3 separate regions of the Drosophila melanogaster genome follow, and all the other regions are linked to region 1. Evidence: chromatin contacts called from public Hi-C and HiChIP or PLAC-seq data. All regions are on one chromosome and are shown on one strand. The core of a region is the stretch at or near the end of the contact, and the rest is flanking DNA. Distances in the headings are between cores, read along the strand shown. Region 1 has its middle 8.5 kb from the start of RunxA. Region 2 has its middle 19 kb from the start of CG11666. Region 3 has its middle 12 kb from the start of Npc1b.

Evidence for each region. Hi-C and Micro-C count contacts between places; a contact is called where the count stands out from the background. HiChIP or PLAC-seq counts read pairs in DNA pulled down with a chosen protein or histone mark.
Region 2: a Hi-C map of the Kc167 cell line shows a contact between it and region 1, with 1.5 times the contacts expected there. The contact joins two enhancer-like sites. A contact is called at or near these places in 5 of 107 Hi-C or Micro-C datasets (the D17-c3 cell line, the Kc167 cell line, the S2 cell line and 1 more).
Region 3: a contact with region 1 is called in a CP190 HiChIP or PLAC-seq map of the Kc167 cell line, with 6 times the contacts expected there. The contact joins two enhancer-like sites. A contact is called at or near these places in 1 of 107 Hi-C or Micro-C datasets (the Kc167 cell line) and 1 of 6 datasets of contacts at active chromatin or transcription factors (the Kc167 cell line).

The regions. Positions count from the first base shown.
Region 1 is chrX:20,630,823-20,633,727 of dm6, reverse strand. No RefSeq gene overlaps it. Among named protein-coding and RNA genes, the nearest start is that of RunxA, 8.5 kb to the right of the region's middle. Within about 2 kb of position 1,362, at least 19 of the 39 cell types and tissues checked have an H3K27ac peak or open chromatin away from gene starts, as enhancers often do. A contact at or near this core is called in the Kc167 cell line, where this site is marked.
Region 2 is chrX:21,002,493-21,005,397 of dm6, reverse strand. No RefSeq gene overlaps it. Among named protein-coding and RNA genes, the nearest start is that of CG11666, 19 kb to the right of the region's middle. Within about 2 kb of position 1,542, at least 3 of the 39 cell types and tissues checked have an H3K27ac peak or open chromatin away from gene starts, as enhancers often do. A contact at or near this core is called in the Kc167 cell line, where this site is marked.
Region 3 is chrX:20,945,475-20,948,379 of dm6, reverse strand. No RefSeq gene overlaps it. Among named protein-coding and RNA genes, the nearest start is that of Npc1b, 12 kb to the right of the region's middle. Within about 2 kb of position 1,424, at least 13 of the 39 cell types and tissues checked have an H3K27ac peak or open chromatin away from gene starts, as enhancers often do. A contact at or near this core is called in the Kc167 cell line, where this site is marked.

The sequences.
Region 1 (2,905 bases), core at 113-2,612:
AGGCGTATAATAAATCAATTAACAAGCTGGGAGTCTGCTGGATTAGTGGAGGATCGCCCTTTGCGCGGTGTTTGGTATTTATTGTTTACAGTTCCGGCTGGACGAGCGTGCGATGGGATCACGATCCCAATTGCGATCAGCCAGTAAATAGGGATCGTATAGATGGATCCGGACCTAGGACCCAGCACACAGAACCCAGGAAATGGCACGCGTTTGGAGGCCAATTAACGCATCTTTGGCCTCGGCTTACGCCTTTGTCCACGGTTTTATGATCCCCATTCCAAGGTCCGCCAACTGGCGCAGATATCCTGCACCCACACACGAAGCACGGCGAACGTGCCCAGGATAATTCCCGTTCTGTGTTTGTTGCTCTAACTTGAGGCTTAGCCTTTGGAAATATTATTTTAGGACGGCTCTTGAAAGAAGTATGATTTGAAATATCTCCAAAACAAAGTGTATTTTGAGTTTCATAAACTTGATGAAAAAAAAGCATATGCTTGCACTGCTATTATTTATTGTAACATATTTGCACTCTTTTTATACCCTTACATCCGTGTGTAAAAGGGTATATTAGATTCGTTGAAAACTATGTAATTCTTCATCAGGATCAAAAGTCGAACAGGCCATGTCCTTTTGTCGGTATGAACGCTGCAACGCTCGAACTTCCAAAAACCCGCCCAAAACTGCCACGCCCACAATTTTAAACAATTTTTCAATATTTTCTCATTTTATTCCCCAATATCTAACGATATCCCAATCAATTTTTGAAATTTCGTGTTCGCATTTCCACTAGCTGAGTATCTAAAAGCCTTGGAAGTCGACTATAGCATTCTCCCTTTTTTGATTTTGCTTTTGAGTGTCTATACATTTTTCGAAATGACGATGTTCGCGAAATATTGCATCTGATCAAGAGAATTTAAAAGTATTTATTTAAAATCTCAAAGAGTTTGTAAGCATAAACTTTCTCAATGATTCTTTAAAGATGCTTTCGTGTTTTCTAAGTCAAATATTTTGCAAGCCTTTCTTAGCCATGTATGCCATTGTGAACTCGCTAAACTTGCATATATGTACATATATTATTTAAAAATTCCATTTTTAACTAAATACATTTCAAATATATCAGATATATAAGAAAATCATTGTTTAAACAGTATCATATTTATAGATAACATTTCATATTGTCACCAAGCATAATACCTTAAAAGCTGAAATGATTATAGTTGTAAACGCTTTATAATCGTTCTTATTAGAATAACATGGAAAAGTGACTTTTTTCTGATTGAAAACGGTTCTTATGATCATGTCTCAAATCGAGTGGCCTACTTTTTAGGGGAAAGGTGCACTAAAAATATGATGTATACTTCTTGGCTGTGATATGACAGAATTTAACTTAGGCAATAGAGGGCGGCAATTGATCATGTACACCAATGATATATTAAGTGAAAATTACGTATTAACAAAACATACAATGATTTTATTAATACAAATTGTATTGTATAATAACATATATTATATGTATATGTAAATATTGTGTTAATATTTTGATCGTATCTGATCTGGTTATTTCTATGCTAAATTTATATCAGAAATAGATGGCGCCACGTGATCGTGCTATTAATTTACTTGGCACAGAAATGAAAATAGAGCAAAGTTATTATTAAAGTACAAGGGCATGTCACATGTCTGCTTCCGGCTCTTGCCAAATATGTTAGCTGGCTGCGGAGTAGAATGGCAATTGGCTGCTATTAACCGGTTTTAAGTTGCCTTCATACTCGAACTCATTATGTTTTGGCCCACCTTCGTTCCGCATTCCGTGGACAGCTTCCCTTTTAATTTAACCCCCAATCGAGGGATCTCCGAAATGACCCGCAAATACGCAAACTCTCTAATACAACTAACGAAGTGGACAAAGGACGCAGGACCAAGGACCAAGGACCAAGGACCTCCCCGCCCCTGAAAAACAAAGGGAAGAATCTGGCTGTGGACTGAAGTCCAGACACACGGAAAGCAGCCCCGAAGAGTTGAAACGAAAACAAAAGTGAAACTATGTGGCTCCAGTGGTGGGGTTGTTGGGGGGTGGTATTTGGTTGGGGGAGGATGTGGACGGTGGTTCACACACAAAAAGTCGCCACTTGCGAGGGGGGAGGGGGCGTATGGTCAACCGGAGGAGGTTAAATGAATGAACGGATGAATGGATAAAGGCCACCGCATGTTACACAAGAGTCTGTCGCTTTTTCACTGTGTGCACGTACAGCAGCGGTCAAATGAATAGAAATCAACCTGGAAATCAAAACGTTTAAGGTGGCATGACACTATACAAGAATTAAAAAATGTTACCAAATCACTTGGTGAAAATGACTTTGTTTTTAAAGGCGTCAGAAAAAAAAAACACCAATCCAAAGGATCTGCATTTTGTTTTCCATTTTCTATGTGAAAACTTAAAGGAAAAAAAATATGGAATATTATGATTTCTTTTTATTTCGAGATCAGTAATTAGTTAGTTAGCTGACATAAAAAAATCGCTTTGTATTTGAAATTTCGTACGCTAGTTTTGTGAGCTCCACTGTACAGTTTGCATACATATGTGTGCGTTTTTTGGGTGGTTCACTCTAGTTTACTTTGGGATTTATGAATGCTTTATGGCGGCTTGTCTGGACAAGTTGTAGAGCGCTTTGCATGGTGGCAATGAGGGGAAAGTGGGGAAATGTGTGTGGAAAATCGCGTGTAAGTGAGTGTGTGCGCACATGTGGGGGTGGTGGAAATGGGCAGGGAACCCAACTAATTTATTGCCAACTTCCGGCAAAGGCGAATAATTTTGTTTAGTTTTGGGTGTTGATAATGAACGAAACGGTCAGTGGAGAATGCCGCCCCATTTCCAATCCCCCTCCCCTCCAAAAGGGCCAAG
Region 2 (2,905 bases), core at 293-2,792, 370 kb before region 1:
GAATTTTCGGAGAAACGCTTTGTCCACTCAATGTTTTACGTAATTCAAAGAGCATATCTGCTTTGGTTTAGCAGGACACTTCTTCTGCAACGTTGTAATATCGCAACTAAAACAATCTTAGACATATATCAACAACTATTAGCAATCGGAAAACTAGGCTGTAATAACGTTTTGGGAATTATACCAGGGCAGACACATAGGAGCTCTCAAATTGTCGCCAGTGCTAGCTATGTCAGTTGAGGTGAACTGTTTAAGATATAGCATCTAACATCTAACTCCACCGGTCCGGTCAAATTTACACTCTGTGTAAACAAGGATACGATAGCGAGAAGATTCGGGAAGTACCGTAAGGAGACCGAGGCAGACTGAAGCCGAAACGGAGTCCGGGCATAGTGTCAATGAATAGCCAATACGTTCTACTTAATTCTAATTAAGTCTAAAATGAACCAAATATACAACATTTTTATACCCGCTACTCGTAGAGTAAAAAAGTATACTAGATTCGATGAAAAGTATGTAACAGGCAGAATGTAGGGTTTTCGACTATATAAAGAATATATGTGTTCTTGATCAGGATCAATAGCCGAGTCGATGTAGCTCTGTCCGTATAAAGGTCGATATCTCAGGAACAATAAAAGGTGGAATGTTGAGATTCATCATACAGATTCTAGAGACAAAGACGCACCACAAGATTGTCACGTCCCATCTAACGCCCACAAACCGCAGAAAACTGCCACGCCCATACTTTTGAACCATTTTTCGAAATCTTTTCATACTTTTATTAGTCTTGTAAATTTCTGTCCAGTCCGCCGAACTGGACACGCCCACACTTTGAAGCAATTTTTTTCCCAATAACTATCGATATCCCAGAGAAATGAATTCACACTAGCTGAGTAACGGGTATCTGATAGTCGGGGAACTCGACTAGAGTATTCTCTCTTGTTTTTGTTACTTTTGGTTGCATTTGTCAATTATTGAATAAGTAAATAACAAATAAATAGTTGCATTTTCACAAATTTCATATATTTGCTCTAATTTATTATTATAATTATTAAAATATTTTGTTGTAATCTACATCATAACTGCATACAGCTTTTTAAAATATATATGAAAACGTAAACAATGTGTTTTTGAAATTGAAACTTCTGTACAGATGTTCAGATTAATTAATTGAAAATACATTAGATAATTTTGTTATCCCTAATTTTATTTTCATATTCAAACGTTAAAAGTTAGCTTAGAAATTGTTTGATAGAATATTTTAGATGTGAACGTTTGAAAAAGAGACAGCACAAAGCACAAAAATTATGCGATATCCATTCAATTAACGCATCAGCTGGGCAAATGGAGGCTGCGAATCGATGTGGAAATGGGGAAAACTGGGCGGCGGAACAGTGGGCGGGGCGTAGGGAAACGCACATAAACAGAGGCGCATAAGCGGCCATATAATCACTTCAATCACGTTTGCATAATTGTTCAATTATGAAGCAATTACCGCAAGCGATGGCCGTCGACTCAGTCGCTATCCCTCTCTGACCGCCACCCCCATCCATATGGGCATCTCTGTTTGGCTGCGTGCGACCCGTCTCTTTCCATTAAACCGCTGACCGTCTCTTTCGCACGTTTTTCGGGTAGGCGACCGCGAGTGTTATCAGTAATATGCCAAAAATCGAAAAACGATGCCTGGCCACCAAAAATCATCAGGCACATGCGATGTCCTTTGGAGCTCCCCTGTAATCCTGAAGCCACACCACCACCCCCCCCCCCTCCCCTCGTTAACCATTCTCCATTCGCCCCCTGAGGCTTTCAGCTTGTATTGGTGTGTCATATTAATTAAGCGTTTGATTACCTACCAAACGAACGCTGGGAAATCCATTCGGATTTGGTTGGATTTCCCAATTTTTTCCCCTGTGCTGCTAGCGATATTTGAGGTTTCCCGTAGAGTAGAAGGGATTTTTGGGGTTTTCGATAGTTGGGTTGGGAAGGAAAAGGAGAAGGAGGCGGAGAGAGAAAGGGGGGCCGTAGAAGACTGGGCATAATTGCATGCAATTTTTATCGCCGCGAGGACAGATGCCCAGAATGACGATTGGTATGATGATAATGATGATGATGACCATTCCGGAATGCTGGATGTATGGCAGGATAACTGGCCAACTTAACTGGTTGGTAATCGGTTATGCAGCAGTTGATAAACCTCATAATTGCAGCCATCGCAAATGGGAGATTGTCATTTCGGGCATTAGACTATGAATCAAATGGTAAATGAACATGTAAAGGGGCTAGGATCCTAGATAAAAATGTGGTCAAGATTAGCGGGAAAGGAGTCCTAATAAAATTGGAAAGCTATGAAGATTGTACTTATTAATTATTTCATATTATTACTTAATAAATTCTTTATTGTATTCAAAAGAGTTATATATATATATTTTAATTTTAATTTTTATATTTAATTTTAAAACAAACAAAGTCGAGTTTCCGGGACTATCAGATACCCGTTACTCAGCTTCTCTGGGATATCGATAAATATTGGGGATATATCGATAGGTATTGGGGAATAATATGAAAAAAAAATTCAAAATTGTTCCAAAGGGTTGACGTGACTGGTTTGGCCGCTTTAGGGCGTTCGAGTGGGCGTGGCAAAAATTTATTGTTTCAAATCGATAGAAATTTACAAGACTAATAAGTGTATAAAACATTTTCGAAAAATGATTCAAAAGTATGGGCGTGACAGTTTTGTGCGGTTTATGGACTTTAGAATCTGTATGCTGAATCTCAACCTTCTGACTTTTATAGTTCCTGAGATATCGACGTTCATACGAACAGTCGGACAAATGGACATGGCTAGATCGACTCTGCTATTGATCCTGATCAAGACTATATATACTTTATATAGTCGGAAACGCTT
Region 3 (2,905 bases), core at 175-2,674, 310 kb before region 1:
AAGTTGTACTGATGGGGTATAATATCGTAGTAATGTGGGTATATGTGAAAGGTTATTGTTTTTAGTCTTTTTTGCGATACCCCTTTAATTGTTTTTATGTAATATATTTCTGTTTCCTAAAAACGATCGATCAAAAAATGGGAAAAATTTAAGAAAGTTTATGTCACGACTTAACTAAAAAAGGCTAGCCCTAATTAAGTCCTGACAATATATATTGTAGTACCATGTTTCTAAAGTCCGTTCAGTGTATTAATTTCTTTGTAATCTTTGCATATTCTACCCGACCCCATGCAATTTTCGTTCTGAAAGAACAATGCTTCCTTGAATACCGAGTATATGATGGGTATAAAAACCAGGAAAAACGAAGTGCGCCAAACTGAAAAAGTGCTGATAGTAATAGACTGGAAAGACGTGCATCAATAGCGCCTCAAATGCCCCATAACATTGCTCGGCCAGGATGGGATAAACGGCGGTGCGGATCCATAGAGGACCTCGCCGTGGGATTGACGAAAAAGTTTTTAACAAAATTTCCGCAGCAGCAGCATCAATGTTTGGCAGCTGGCAGCATAACCGGCATGAAACTTCATTAAAGCGATAAAAATCAGAATCGAGGTGGCAACCAAAATCGAGCCACTGAAATGGTCAAGGAAATTACCAGACAATTGGCTGCCCTACGATCTAAGCCAAAAATAAAAATATTCCGAAAGTTACAATAAAGGGTGAATATATCTGATAACGTTCAATTAAATTAATAACAATATTGAAAATGTGTGTTCCATTTATATATTTTTAAAATTGTATCAATAAAATCTTGTTCTGTGTTGTGTAAGCTAATTAAACCGCTTCCAATTGGAAAGAGTAAAGTCAGAGGATCCGAGTAAAAATACGGGCACAAAGCATGCTTCGCTCGCCGCAGTCAAAATATCCGGCGGTGCCACATCACCTAAACGTGCAACAGTCGGCAACAGGGGGTTAGGCCACGCCCATGGATGGACCGCCGCCGAATACGAAGGCTCCCAAAGTTATTAAACTTGTTCGAGAGCATGTTTATGCAGCAGGATTCCCGCTGATTCCCACTCACCTGAATGTGGACCACCCGTCTCACCTGATTAAACGCCGTTCTGGCCAGTCAAAGATTTATGACGAATTGTCTGGCCTCCGCTCCGAGTGGGTGGATGTGGTGGTGGTGCGATTATTAATTATGGAGTGAGTTTGGGAATGGCTGGCCGCCAATGGGCGGGGGAAAAAGTGTGATTTAATGTGCAGGTGCTGCCAGCACATATTACTATAGCCATTTTGCACTCACCGATGATGGACATTGATGGACGTGAATGGGGAAGTTTATGCTCTGGTATTGCATATGCCGCAGATCGCCCCGAAAATGTATAGGCTCGTGCGAATAGGACGATATTCACTTGGCCATGGCAGCCCGAAAGTAGGCATTACACATTTTCGGTAAGCCAATTCCCCTTAAAAGCCAAAAGAATGGTGCAGAATGGTTACTGTGTTTAATAAACGTAGTTCAAGCTGAACTATAACTTAATGAACTTTTCAGTGAGGAAAAGATAGACAATCAGATTTTGGGCGCCACAATTTACCTTGAAATGTGGCTTGTTAATTAGGGCCAACTTAAGTGGATCTAACCAAGTCAAGACTTTTGACGTTTGCGATGTGCTTGGCCAAGATTTTAGTGGCCAACCATAATGGACCCGAAGGTCGGAGAGAAAATATTATGTAACGAAAAGAATAAAAGGGCAGCAGCAACAAAAGAACGGCATAATTTGTGCCATATCAAAAATAGTTGCCCGGCTGCGTGTTTTCTTCGCTTTCGTCACTTTTCTGCTCCAAGCTCGTCGGACCCAAAAGAAAAGCGGGAAATCCGGGGGGAGATATACAGACTGCCATAAAGGAAATCAACTATTTTGATTGAACGCACACACACACACACATGAGCGCACAGCGGAGCTGAGCAGCGCTTTTCGGATAGCAAAGATTCATAATTACGATAAACAACGCAGCACTGAGAGAAAACATGGGGTATCGTATCAGTGGGGGGGTGGGAAAATGTTGGGCGGCAAACAGCAGCGTAGATAAGCAAATGCTCCCCAGGCCGAGGTTTCCTTCTTGTTGCCACACGCCGCTGCCGCTGCTGCTGCTGCTGCTGCTGCTGCTGCTGCTGCTTTGTGATAAATCACAAGGGGATGCCTCCTTCGTCTTGGCGGGGCCATAAAAGATACCAGAAAAAAAGGGGAAAAGCGTGAGGGAAAACTGCGGGAAACAACAGGGGGTGCGAGAAGACCAGTGGCGGAGGCCCAAACGCCAGTGGCCCAGGGATAAGAGCCGCTCTCACCGCAATCAGTGTTCTCTGTGCTGTGCTTTTAATTGATATCATTGGCCATGATTTTAATTGAACAGTGGCTGGCCATAAGCCAGTAAAAATTATCCTTGCTCGGCCGCATTCCACAAAACGAATTCAATAGGATAGCTTATAACTCAGATATGTAGGAATCTAGAAAACAAAAACTTTTAAAAGTGAAATATAAGAAAGATGTTTTTGCATTGACGATTTTACAACTTGAGTGATATCTATGATATCTATTATTTCTATGATATCTATAATGAGTAAGATCCTCTGAAATATTGAATATTTTTGCCAAATCCGGGAACATCTGTCTAGCCCCTGCTGTATGTGTATCCGTACGTGTCTCTCTGTGTTTACCAGGCCATTAATTGGATTATCTAGCGCTTCGTGGCAACACAACAAAATAATTATAATTTTTATAGTTTTCACTCTCGCATACATTCATGGGTTCATTCGCATTCATTGTGGGGTGAAAAAATTAATTAAAAGTTACTATCTTGCGTGTTGCAATCTATCGAAGGCCAATCAATCGATAGTTGCATT